Linked DNA regions of Mus musculus: regions 1 and 2 are each linked to region 3. The links are chromatin contacts, called in public HiChIP or PLAC-seq maps. All regions are on one chromosome and are shown on one strand. Each heading gives the region's core, a stretch centred on a gene start, on an enhancer-like site or on the middle of the called end of the contact. The rest is flanking DNA. Distances are from core to core; before and after follow the strand shown.

Region 1 (4,122 bases), core at 1,030-3,529, 170 kb after region 3:
TGTTATCTAGCCAAGACTGCCCTGGATCTCCTGATCTTCCTAGTCCTGAGTGCTGGGATCACACACACACACACACACACACACACACACAGCAGCTTTCCACACCTACTTTGTCAATATGGAACTAGACTGAAGGACTCTCTCAAGACAGGATAATGACCCTAACCCAGTCCTGTGCCCTTAACAAGCTGAGCACATGGGGATCAACAGATTCGAGCTGCAGTCCTCTGAGCAGCAAGCACTTGGTGTGAGTGACACCACCTGGTGGATGTGCTGAGGCCACTGAAGGGAACTAAAGAGCTCACGGCCCAGTGTCCTGAGGCAGGCATGGCTGGAGAACAGGACACTTGGGGGGAAGTAGGCAGACTGAGATCTAGAATTGAAGATCTGGTTACTTCAGGCTGTCCAGTCCCTCAGTGCCAATTCTGGGTATAGGGGAAGGATTAGAAATCTGGCTTCTCTCACGAGCTCTGCAGCCCTCCCCTGCCTGCCTTGGCAGAGGGAGTGGACACTTGAGAGCTGACTAGTCTCTGGACTATGTAGGACAGACAGAGATGAAGGTTAGTAAAGAGATCCATTTTCTATCTACACTTCACTTAGGCTAAAATTACAGGGAAGCAGTCTTCTTTGAGCCCAGCAGCAGACAGCAGGGCTACTAAGCCAGGCATAGACGAGGCAGGAGAGCCAAGAATAGAAAACAAAAACAAACCTTTGTGGACAGTAAGGCACAAGAGCCTGGAGACTAGGGGCTGGTGAGTGGAAACCTCTCCCACACCCTCGCTCCTGCCCACCACCCCGGGGCACCACTGGCCTCTGGCAGTCGGTAGAGCTTCATGGTGCGCTGCATGGTCATATTTCTGCTCAGATGGGAGAACTTCACTTCAATCAGCTTCCGAGGGTTTAGGGATCGATGCCAGTACCTGTAGGAACATAAATGTCCTGGCCTCAGAGGACTCTGGGTAGTCCCACTCATTAAGAGGACAAGGGCAGGGGACCTCAAGGTGATAGCAGGTGTCATGAGGCAGCCCCTCTCTAGAAGAGCAGCCTCAGCTTCCTCCAGGGGGCCAGGGAATCTTCCCTCCCTGCTCTTCCATTTCAGAAGCCATTCCTTGTTAGATCAGGTGTCTGGGGAGCACAATCCTCTCTCCGGCAATCAGGCCAGGGGAAGGCTGACAATGCCCAGGAGACTGGCAGGCAGGCGCTCGCTCCCCCTCCCGCCTGCTCTGTACTCTCCTGCAGTTATTATTTATGCAGCTCTCTAGGCAGAGAGGATTCAATTGTTTCAAACAACTTTCTAAGATGGAGGTCATCCTTAGATTACACAGGGATCATCAGACAAGCTCCCCTTGATCCACAAAATATTCATAACCCCTCCCCCCACTCTAACTGCTGGCAATCCCAATTCGACAATGTCTAATCTTTCTTCCCACTCCCTGAACCATACTCTCCCTACATTCCGAAATCTTCTCCATCTGCCTCTTTCCAGTACCCCATCCCCAAAAAAACTTGGCCCAGAAAAGGGCAATGCTGTGTCTCGGGGACATTCCTCCTCCCCTGCATTCCCAGGACCTGCAGGAAGCAACTCTTACCTGCAGGTGCCCACAGGCTTTGGCAACACCACTCCGGCAGTGTAAACAGCTTGGAAAATGCCCTCCAGGTGGACCCGCCGGGTGATCTCTCGGATCAAAACTGGAGCCACCCTCTTAGAGCGCAGCTTCTTGTGGACACACAGGAAGTTGATCTCCACCATCTTCTTCTCTCTGAAGAGAGGCAAATTGCTGACTTTCACAACTTTCCCCATTCAACGTAAGAGGAATCTTGCCAAGCAGGCAAACCTCACTCGAAGGGATGCACTCGGCTGTAGTCTCCATTGAGTAGTCACTACTGGGGACCCCACCCACTACCACTTTCTCCTTGGCAAGCTTGCCTCACACCATCTACTTCAAAACAGACGGGGGCGCCTTCAAATGCCTTTCTCTGAGGGCACCCCTAGCACTGCCCTGTGGAATCCTGAGAGTGGGCTGGGAGGCCCACCTGAGGCAAGCAATGGAGAAACCCCAGAGTAAATCAAGGCTCATCTAGATAGGAGACAAGGCTGATCTTGAACCTGCTAAGTAACTCGGGCCAGCCTTGACCCAAGCTTAGATTACAGGTGTGTCCCAGTGCCGGCAGATACTCCAAGGTTTTGGTTCTCACATGAATTTACAGCCTGTACACCCAGAAGATGGCCGCAGATGACTGTGAAACCATCTGAGCCTGAGTCACACTGGCTCCTGCCCATTTCTGACGCTGCTCAGTGTGTCAGCGTGTGACTGGGGCAGGAATGCAGGCGTGGATGGCCTCACTACAGGTCACAGACAAGGCTACCAGCTACAACTTAGAGATAGCCTCACTATGTAGCCTTGGCTGGCCTTGAACACAGGGCTCCACCTGCCTCTGCCACCATGTGCTGGGGTTAAAGGTGTGCGCCACCATGTATGTCAGAACATGTGGTTCTATGACTAGTGTCACTCCCAATACACAGATGCCTCCACTCCACCAGCCCCTCCATCCTCCTCCAACAGTGACTGCGTAGCCTTCCTCTTCCAAAACCGGCAAGATGATGGCCACAGGGCTGGTGCTTACGTGTCATAGATGTGGATGTTTGCTGGGATGGCACTGATGAACCCAACCAGTTTCCGACTTGAGACCACTCGGACCCCACAGTGCCACTGTGGGAGCCAACCTGGTGGCCGGAGAGCCCTGGAACAGAGACAGGGACAGGAGCTGTGGCACTGCTCATAGCAGGCAGGTACTAACACCTGGGGTTAGCAACTGTATTCTCTTTAGGACCAAGACTTCCTGGACACCAACACATCAAGACACAACCGTTTCTCACAGCACCTTCTTGTGCTGCAGATGGTGCCCAGTCTCGCACATACATTCCAGGCAAGTTCCTTGGTACCACACTACAGCACCACACAAGGTTCTGTAGGTCCCCTAGGCTGGCCTGAACCTTGTGACCATTCTGGTTCAGCCTTTTAAGTACAGCCGTATGCTAGGTTCTGTGTTTCTGTTTTTTGAAACAGGTTCTTATGGTGTAGCCTCAGCTGGCCTCGAACACACAGAGATTTGCCTGTCTCTGTCTCTGCCTCCCGAGTGCCGATTTTAAAGGTGTGTGCCACCACGCCCAGCCTTTATGTTCATCTCAAAGCTTGGACTGGAGGTCTTCTACGCAAAGAGCCAGTCGTCCTTTGGTAAGGAACTACACGGTGCTCTGAGACCCTGGGCTCTGTCCCGCCTCTCAGCATCGCTCCTTTCTGCTTTCCCTACCTCCCAGGGTGATCCTGCTCCACTTCAGCCTCGTGCCTCTATCTGCTGAGAGGTTGAGTGTAGCCCAGGATAGCAGATGGTTTATCCAGGATAGACTTTTTCTATAATTGAGCATGCTCAATAACTGGATTGTAAGGAACTTTCTTTCCAATCTTAAGGGCTCTTCTGCTCTTCTCCCCTTGAGAAAGTCACCATGGAGTATATGGTCTTTGCTGGGAAACAACTCTGCATGTCTCCCTCTAGCAATTTATTTTAAGGAAGGTTTCAGTTCTAAACACCACTTAAAGCAAGTCTCCAGATGTACAAACTGAGGGACACAGAGATTTCACACTCAGCGGCTGGCTCTTGGGATCTGCTACCTGCTTTGTCTTCTAACTAGGAGAGGTTTTGGAGACTGGAGACCAGGCTATTATCACACTAAACCTCTGGCTCCTTCGATTTCCTAGCCTCCAGAATCATGAGAAACAAATTCCTATTGTTTCCAAGTTAAATAAAGATATAAAAGACACCCCTTATGACTTACCACAAGAGAAACTCTGGGGAATAGTCGAATCGGAACATATTGTCATCATCTTCCACGTAGTTCTCGTTCAGGAGGGTGTACAGCTCTTTCAGCTGCGGAGAGAGAGGGAGCTCACTGAGATGCTCTGCCAAACGGGGCAACTTCAACTCCACGCAGCGCCAGGCTTCACAGAAGGACAAAGCAAACTACCAAATCCACCCCAGGTCTCACAATCCCTTTCAACCCAGGCATGGAACGTTGGCTTCTTTTAGAACAAGAACCCTTGGTTGCAATAAGAAATGGAACCA
Region 2 (3,817 bases), core at 649-3,148, 160 kb before region 3:
CTTTCCGGCTGTGCCCATTTCCCTGGTGGTCAGTGATGCTGACCGTTGCTCATGTGCTTCCTGGGGATCTCCTCATCAGACTCAAAGATACATTTATACCTAGGTTTTCTTCTGAGAGTTTTATAGCTTTAGCTCTTGTGTAGGTCTTTAATGCACTTGGTTACTTATATGTGCGGTGTGAGATAGCATACCAGCTGTATTCTTTATATATGTGGTGTGAGATAGCATACAGGCTGTATTCTTTATATATGTGGTGTGAGATAGCATACAGGCTGTATTCTTTATATATGTGGTGTGAGATAGCATACAGGCTGTATTCTTTATATATGTGGTGTGAGATAGCATACTGGCTGTATTCTTTATATATGTGGTGTGAGATAGCATACCAGCTGTATTCTTTTCTTTGTGATTGACCCCTTTTCATAGCCCTATTTACTGAAAGCCTGTTCCTATACCCACTGAAGTGTCTTGGCATCTGTGGGAAAGTCACTTGTTTATAATGGAATGGGTCGGTGAAGCCTGCAGACTCCATTGTCTTGGAATGTAGGTGGGATTGGGGTGGTGTAGGTAAGAGCTGAACTCTGGTTCCGGTGACCAGGCAAGCACTTTGCGTTCTAAGATTCTTTCCTTAAGGGGAGCTTACTCCATCTAAGCCAGTGGGGCCAACTCAATACCATCTTTGGGCTCCAGTCAAAAGCCTTGTTGCTGTTTGAACCAGCATTTATCCATAGCATATATGTTTTGTAAGTGAAAGAGGAGATAACAAATAGTTTATTCTAGAAAGGGAACTTGGATTCCCAGGAGAGGGAGGAGCAGTCACTAGCCAGGGCACATTCCAGAAGGCCCAGAAGTGTATATGTATACAAAGGCAGGAATGTTGACTCTCTGTGACCCCTCAAAGAGGACAAGGGGCGGTAACCCCACAAGGATGCTTAGTGAGTTACGCCCTGTGTGTTTGTGCACCCTTCCACACCATTTGGGAAATCACTGAGTCCCAGGCGTGATTCGGGGGACAGGAAGCTTATCTAGTCAACCTTGAAGAGGCCATTCCACCTCACTCCAGCCCTGGTGCTCCATGACTGTCCTGTGTCAAAGTACATCCTCACCTCATCTGTTCCCTGTCGCAGAGAGCAGACTTTTGGGGCCTCAGCTCTTAGCTATTGAGGGACCCACTCTGAGACATTACCTGTTCTGGAGGCTCTGCCACAGATGAGGGGAGCCATTGACCATATAACTGTGTTTGGCCAAGCAAACTCTCCAGACCCACAGTTAGCCTCTTCAGAGAGGAGTCGATTTCCACTCACATCAGATTCTCATTCCTGCTATCTGATTGTGCCACCTGAGATGGGGCCCCTGGTCATCTGCTGCCCACCATGCCCAAGTCCAAGCCTCAGTGAGGAATTTGAGAGGAGGGCTATGTGGGAGTCGAGGAATGCAGTGAGTGATGCTTTGTTTGCTTTTGATAATCAGTGGCTTTCTGGTCTTACCACTGCTGCAGTCATCGTGGGCATCCTAACCATCAAATTGTCACAGCGGTCTCTTTGTTTCTCTGTTTGTCTGCTTTCAAACTTCTAGGGTGTTGTCGGAATTCAGCAAAGCCCAGGTAAATTCTGCACCAAGCAGCGGACCAAACCAAGAGCCAGACACCCCCATGTTCCAGACGCCCCTCTCCCTCCATAGCCTAGCTACCAGCACACACCTGCACTTTGAGGGATCTGAAGAGCTCTTTCCTGCCCACAAATCCTCTGGGACATCAAGTGGTGGCCATAAGCATCAGCTACTGCCCCAGGAGACCCCAGACGAGAAGCAGCTAGGCACTGCCCAAGCTGGCCCTGCACAGAGCACTTCAGACCAGCAGCCTTCTAGTCCTGTGGGTGGAGCAGCTGGCCAAGGGAGTGGCCCTTGGAAGGCCCTGGAGTATGGCAGAGTCGGACCGAAGCTTGTGGTTTCCTCTCCTACGAGTCCGGTGAGTGTGCAGGCTGTTCAGGGAAATCTCGGAAATAACTCTAAGCTGAAGTTTGTCCATCTGGTGACCCAGAGTGGTTCTACCGGCGTATGAGCATGCCTGTCCCTGAGTGGGCAGTGGTAATGGCGTGGTAATGATTTTGGGTGTCAGTCGTGGAGATGAGCCAGGCTTTGTGCTGATTGAGTCCCACAAATATTACCCCTCGCCTTCACAACCAGTCCATGAAAAAGGGGTTCCCTTCTGATATCACACTCTGCTTGGGGTTTTGTTGTTGTTGTTTTTAAGACTGGGCTCGCTCTGTATCCCAGGTTGGCCTCTGACGTGTGATCTCTCAATACTGTCTCAGTTTCCCAGGTGTTGGCATTACAGTTACAGGCAGGCACAGCACTGTTCTAATCCTAACTACCACCATTCACGAGTTTACACTGTTGGAGAAGCCGTTTCACCCGCCTGAGACTTGACTTTCTTTTTAATACTTAAAATCTAATTTTTTTCAACATGAACCAGTTTGTGAACTTTGTGGTCAGATGTGGCAGTCACTATACCAACAGTGGCTCTTGGTCACTCGCATATGTCCTGTCCCCAGATGGTCATGGTCATGCATGCCTATAATCTCAGTGCTCTGAGGCAGGAGCAGAAGGGTCATGAATTAAAAGCTCCAGAGTGAGATGCTGTTTCAAAAAAAAAGAAAGAGAAAGAAAAATGTGGCCAATCTAGATTTAGATACCACAGTTAATTGATTTATTAGGGTATAGTTCACACACCATATAAGAGTATAATTCAGTACTTTTTAGTTTGTTTGGGTCATGTAGCTATCTCTATAATCTAATCTTAGAATACTTCAGTCCTTCTTTTAAAGAAACGTTAGCAGTCATTCCCTCAACCTCAGATAACATCACTGTTTGGTCTCAATAGATTTGTCTGTTCTGACGAATTAAACAAGACTAACTGTCTGTTTGGGGTTTGGCTTCAGCATTTGCGTATGTGCACATATACATTCGGAGGCCAACGGTGTGCTGCTTCATCCATCTTTGTACATGGGCGCTGGGGACCCTCAGTTAGGTCCTCATCTTTGTCTGGCAAGCATTTTACTGACTGAGCCATCCCCTGCGCCCCTAAGCATGATATTTTAAAAATTGAGTGTGATGGCTTGTGCCTCTTACCCTGTCACACAGGAGGGAGAGGCAGGAAGATCATGAGGCCAACTTAGTCTACATGACAAGAGCCTGACTCAAAAATAAGTCAGCAAAAAGGTTCACCCATGTTGCAACATGTAGCAGTTCTTCACCTCTGTCACTGCTGAGGAATAAGCAGCCGGTGGCATTTTTCATTGTGTGACTAGGTCATGCGGTATTTATGTATGGTGGGCATTTGAATTATTAACACTTCTTGGTTATTACAAATAATGTTGTAAATATGGTGTACAAGAATTTATACGGGCATATGTTTTTAATTCTCTTAGACACATAAAATTCTATTAGTAGAATTTTTGGATTATATAGTAACTCTATATTTAACTTTTTTGTGGAACTGTCAAATTGTTTTCCAAAGCAGCTGCCCTAGTTTACGTCTCCACCAATGTATTTTTCCAGCATCCTTACCAACAGTTGTAATTACTTAGTTTCAAATGAGTCTGTTATTATAGCCATCCTGGTGGATGAGAAGTGCTAGATTGTGGTGTTTTTATTCTGTGTGCTTCTGGTGAGTAAGGACTACCTTTTCATTTGGCTGTATAAGGCCGTTTTATCTTTTGTGAGACATCATCACATTTTATTTTGCTTTAATTTTTATTTTATGTGTATGGGTATTTTGCATGCATGTATGTATGCGCACCACAAGCGTTTCTGGTAG
Region 3 (3,747 bases), core at 803-3,302:
TACCTGTTTAATAATTATATGCTTTTGTGCATATGAATTTCCTGAATTTCATTATGGAGGGGCTTGGGGTTCTGCTTATTTGCATGTTTATTTTGGTTTTTTTTTTTTACTTATTTTGTTTATGTGTTATTACTGTGACATCTCCTAAACCATTATTCAATATGGGAGAAAATGCAAGCGAGATAGACATAGAGACTCATACCTAAATCCTAGAACTCAGGAGGCTGAAGTAGTATTGCTGTGAGTTCAAGACCAGCCTGGGCTATAACGTGAGACTCTGTTTCAAAAAAACAAAAAACAGCCAGGCATAGTGGTGCAGGTCTTTAATCTCTGCATGTGGGAGGCAGAAGCAGACAGATCTCTGTGAGTTCAAGGCCAGCCTGGTCTACATAGCAAGTTCTAGGACAACCAGGACTACAAAGAGACACCCTGTCTCCAAAAACAAAGTAAAAACACAGTCCAGTTAGATGACTCAGCAGGTAAAAGACACTCGCTGCAGGTCTGGTGACCTAACTTTAATCCCCTGTGTAAAAGCAGAAGGAGAGGACCAACTCCCCAGAGTTATTATTCTCTGACCTCCACAGGCATGTCATAGCGCATATGCCCCTGCACACATCCACACAATAGTAACAAAACCACTTGTAACTTAGTGTTCCACCTGGGGCAGCCCAGGAACTAAGTTGAGTGGGCACTGAATTCATGATGATTCTACCTCCCGCCCTGTGCCCTCAGGGGACTACATTCCTGGCACGGAGACCCACATGGCACCAGAAGTGGTGATGGGAAAGCCCTGCGATGCCAAGGTGGACATCTGGAGCAGCTGCTGCATGATGCTCCACATGCTCAACGGCTGCCACCCCTGGACTCAGTACTTCCGAGGCCCGCTTTGTCTCAAGGTCAGCAATGGCCCCAAACAGCTGTGCAGGGAGGCCGGCAGCTACGGGCCCAGGCCACAGGCTAGTGACAGTTGTTCGTCTGTGACAGATGTGAGCAATGGCAGGTCCCTTCTGCCTGTTGCCCACCAGCCCACCACCCCCACCCCCACTCCCAGCATCCTTTAGACTAAGTCTGGAGGACATGGTATCTTGTTGCCAGGCACTGTCCTGTCCTATTTGGATGCAGGTTTCCGTGTTCTAGGAGCCTTTCCACTGGCTGTAGTGCAGTCCTCTCCCTCCTTATAGCAGACCCCCAATCAAGCGTAGGGAAGGAGGGATTGGTGGAGAGCGAACATGAGATGTGACAGGGGAAGGAGGAGGAAGCAGGCCTTGAATGTCGCCTTTTGGCCTCTAGATTGCCAGCGAGCCTCCACCGATCAGGGAGATCCCACCTTCCTGCGCACCCCTCACAGCCCAGGCCATCCAAGAGGGGCTGAGGAAAGAGCCCGTCCACCGAGCATCTGCCATGGAGCTTCGGAGGAAAGTGGGCAAGGCACTACAGGAAGGTGAGAGCCCTGTGTGCCTGCGTCAGCGGAGAGCAGTGTGCAGAGGGAAGGGAGAAACAGCCTCAATCCCCCATCTCCCCTCAGTCCTAGAAAGCTTGGGGTGGTGGCTTGGGACATGGAGGAGGAGGGGCTGTGACACGGAAAGGTGACTCAGAGTGCAAATTAAAGCCACACATGCCCAGTAGCCACTCACATGTCAAGAGCCAGAAAATTGGCAATACCAGGTGCTGGTGGGACCGCGGGCACAGGACTCCCTGGGCACCGGGAGGGTACTGACGCTGCAGCCACGCTAGAGGGAACCTGGTAGCACTCGGGCCGACCCAAACCTTCCTCTCCTGGTGCACTATAGCCTTGTTGGCTAGAGGGAGGAGAGAGGGCTTAAGAGCCCCTCAAGGGGAAAGCAGGTGATTGGGGCTGGGACATCACCCAGCACTTACAACCGCTCCATACCGCTCCATATGCACAGAGTGAGTACGGGAACTGAGCTGAAAGCCGTAGGTGGCGAGCACTCAGTGAGAAGAACCCCCGAGAGGAGGCCTGCACCATAAGAGCTCCATTGCAAGTTAAAAAATCAATAAAGAAAGCAACACCCATCGTACTCTGGGCAAGCTGCCTCAGGCCTGGAATCCCCCTTCCTAAAAGGCGGGGCAGAGACGATTGTTGGACTTTGAGGCCTGGGATATAGAATGACATATTGTTTTAAAAAATAAATAAAACAATAAAAAAGGACCAAATGTGGTAGCCTTTTCCCCTACTCTTGAGAAGCAGAGCAGCCTCTGTAAGTTCAAGGCCAGCCAGGACTACACAGTGAAGCCTTGTCTCAAATACACACACACACACACACACACACATACACACACACACACACACACACACAGGGGGGTGGGGTACTGAAACATGTGGAGGTAGCATGTCTGTGATCATAGCTAAGAGACAAACAGGACTTTAAGATACAGCACCCGCTTGGGCTACAAAGCAAAGCCCCGTCTCAAATAAAAAAGAGAGAGTGAGTCAGGAATGGAGCTTAACAGAATGTAACTCAGCAATGGGCAGGAGACCAGTGGCAGTTAAAGGACAAAGGCTGGGACTGGAAAGATGGCTGAGCAGTTAAGCGTACATCGGGGGAAGACCCAAAGACCGGAGTTCAGTTCCCAGCACCCAGGCCCAGTGGTGGAGAACCACCTGAAACTGAAGCTCCAGGATATCTGGTGTCCGTCTTCCAGCCTTTATGGGCACCGCACTCACATAACCAACACATATACGCCCATAATTTAATTTTTTAATTGATAGGCCGTTCTTCCTGGGCTGGTGTCTGCATGCCTGCACATTTCCCCCCTCACCTCGGGTGCCTTTCTCTCTTACAGTGGGAGGTCTGAAAAGCCCTTGGAAAGGAGAATATAAAGAACCAAGACCTCCACCCCAAGACCAAGCCACCTGCCACCAGACCCTACCTACTCCGCCGAGAGAGAACCCACCAGCCAAGGCCAACACAGACGGGGCTCCTGAGCCTCAGCCTCCTCTACCGCCAGAACCACCAGAACCGAGCAAAGCGCCAGCCCTGAACCTGAGCAAGGAGGAGTCTGGCACATGGGAACCCCTGCCTCTGTCCTCCCTGGACCCAGCCACTGCCAAAGGCCCCAGCTTCCCAGACCGGAGGGCAACCTTGCCAGAGCTGGAGCTACAGCAACTGGAGATAGGTGGGCGCTCAGCTGTGGCCACGCCCCTCGCCCCACCCCCACCCCACCTCCCCTGCCAGGCCTGCTCCTGCAGGCTGTGCAGGGGGTACCTTGGGAAGTAATTCCTCCAACCCTTCACGCTGTCTCCCTCTCCCCGCTTCCCCCTGCAGAACTGTTTCTCAACAGCCTGTCCCAGCCGTTCTCTCTGGAGGAACAGGAACAAATCCTCTCCTGCCTCAGCATCGACAGCCTCTCGCTGTCAGATGACAGTGAAAAGGTGAGTGGCCGGCCGACCGACCGAGCAGCCTGCTGGCCCACGCAAAGGCCTTAGACAGAGCAGGGGCCATGAGGTCACCCTGAGGTGGGAACTTGAGGATACTCTGGAGAGTCCGTTGCATTGGACGGTGTTTTGCTGGGGCAAACAGGTGAAGGAGTGTTTTTCTGTTTCACACCGGTGGAAGGCTAAGGCAGACTCATCAAGGAAAGTTTGGCTAAAGCAGACACGGGTAAAAGGATGTTCTACTAAAACAAACAGGAAAAGGGCCCGTGATAAATGATTATTTTTTTTTTTTACTAATAACACACATATGTTGGTCTGCCTTCTATTACATATGAGTTACATTTGCTGGG

The links. HiChIP or PLAC-seq counts read pairs in DNA pulled down with a chosen protein or histone mark.
Region 1: a FOXA1 HiChIP or PLAC-seq map of pancreatic cancer cells shows a contact between it and region 3. The contact joins two enhancer-like sites. A contact is called at or near these places in 4 of 39 promoter capture datasets (the C10 cell line, embryonic stem cells, neutrophils and 1 more), 1 of 115 datasets of contacts at active chromatin or transcription factors (pancreatic cancer cells) and 2 of 9 other capture datasets (adipose tissue and liver).
Region 2: a contact with region 3 is called in an HNF4G HiChIP or PLAC-seq map of pancreatic cancer cells. The contact joins two enhancer-like sites. A contact is called at or near these places in 2 of 39 promoter capture datasets (the 3T3-L1 cell line and pre-B cells), 1 of 484 Hi-C or Micro-C datasets (CD8 T cells), 2 of 115 datasets of contacts at active chromatin or transcription factors (microglia and pancreatic cancer cells) and 3 of 9 other capture datasets (adipose tissue, liver and pancreatic islet).

Annotation. Positions count from the first base shown.
Region 1 is chr11:103,055,003-103,059,124 of GRCm38.p6, reverse strand. It overlaps Nmt1 (N-myristoyltransferase 1), which reads right to left. Exons shown (of 12, transcript NM_008707.4): 5 at 3,836-3,927; 6 at 2,626-2,742; 7 at 1,590-1,760; 8 at 812-920. Among named protein-coding and RNA genes, the nearest start is that of Gm42090, 9.4 kb to the right of the region's middle. Within about 2 kb of position 2,279, at least 32 of the 459 cell types and tissues checked have an H3K27ac peak or open chromatin away from gene starts, as enhancers often do. A contact at or near this core is called in pancreatic cancer cells, where this site is marked.
Region 2 is chr11:103,385,107-103,388,923 of GRCm38.p6, reverse strand. Plekhm1 (pleckstrin homology domain containing, family M (with RUN domain) member 1) reads left to right here. Exons shown (of 12, transcript NM_183034.2): 5 at 1,576-1,966. Among named protein-coding and RNA genes, the nearest start is that of Arhgap27, 23 kb to the right of the region's middle. Within about 2 kb of position 1,898, at least 41 of the 459 cell types and tissues checked have an H3K27ac peak or open chromatin away from gene starts, as enhancers often do. A contact at or near this core is called in pancreatic cancer cells, where this site is marked.
Region 3 is chr11:103,224,681-103,228,427 of GRCm38.p6, reverse strand. Map3k14 (mitogen-activated protein kinase kinase kinase 14) reads left to right here. Exons shown (of 16, transcript NM_016896.3): 10 at 733-896; 11 at 1,291-1,441; 12 at 2,806-3,138; 13 at 3,288-3,394. The region is part of intron 2 of Gm34823 (a long non-coding RNA gene); the gene reads right to left. Among named protein-coding and RNA genes, the nearest start is that of Gm34823, 7.9 kb to the right of the region's middle. Within about 2 kb of position 2,052, at least 16 of the 459 cell types and tissues checked have an H3K27ac peak or open chromatin away from gene starts, as enhancers often do. A contact at or near this core is called in pancreatic cancer cells, where this site is marked.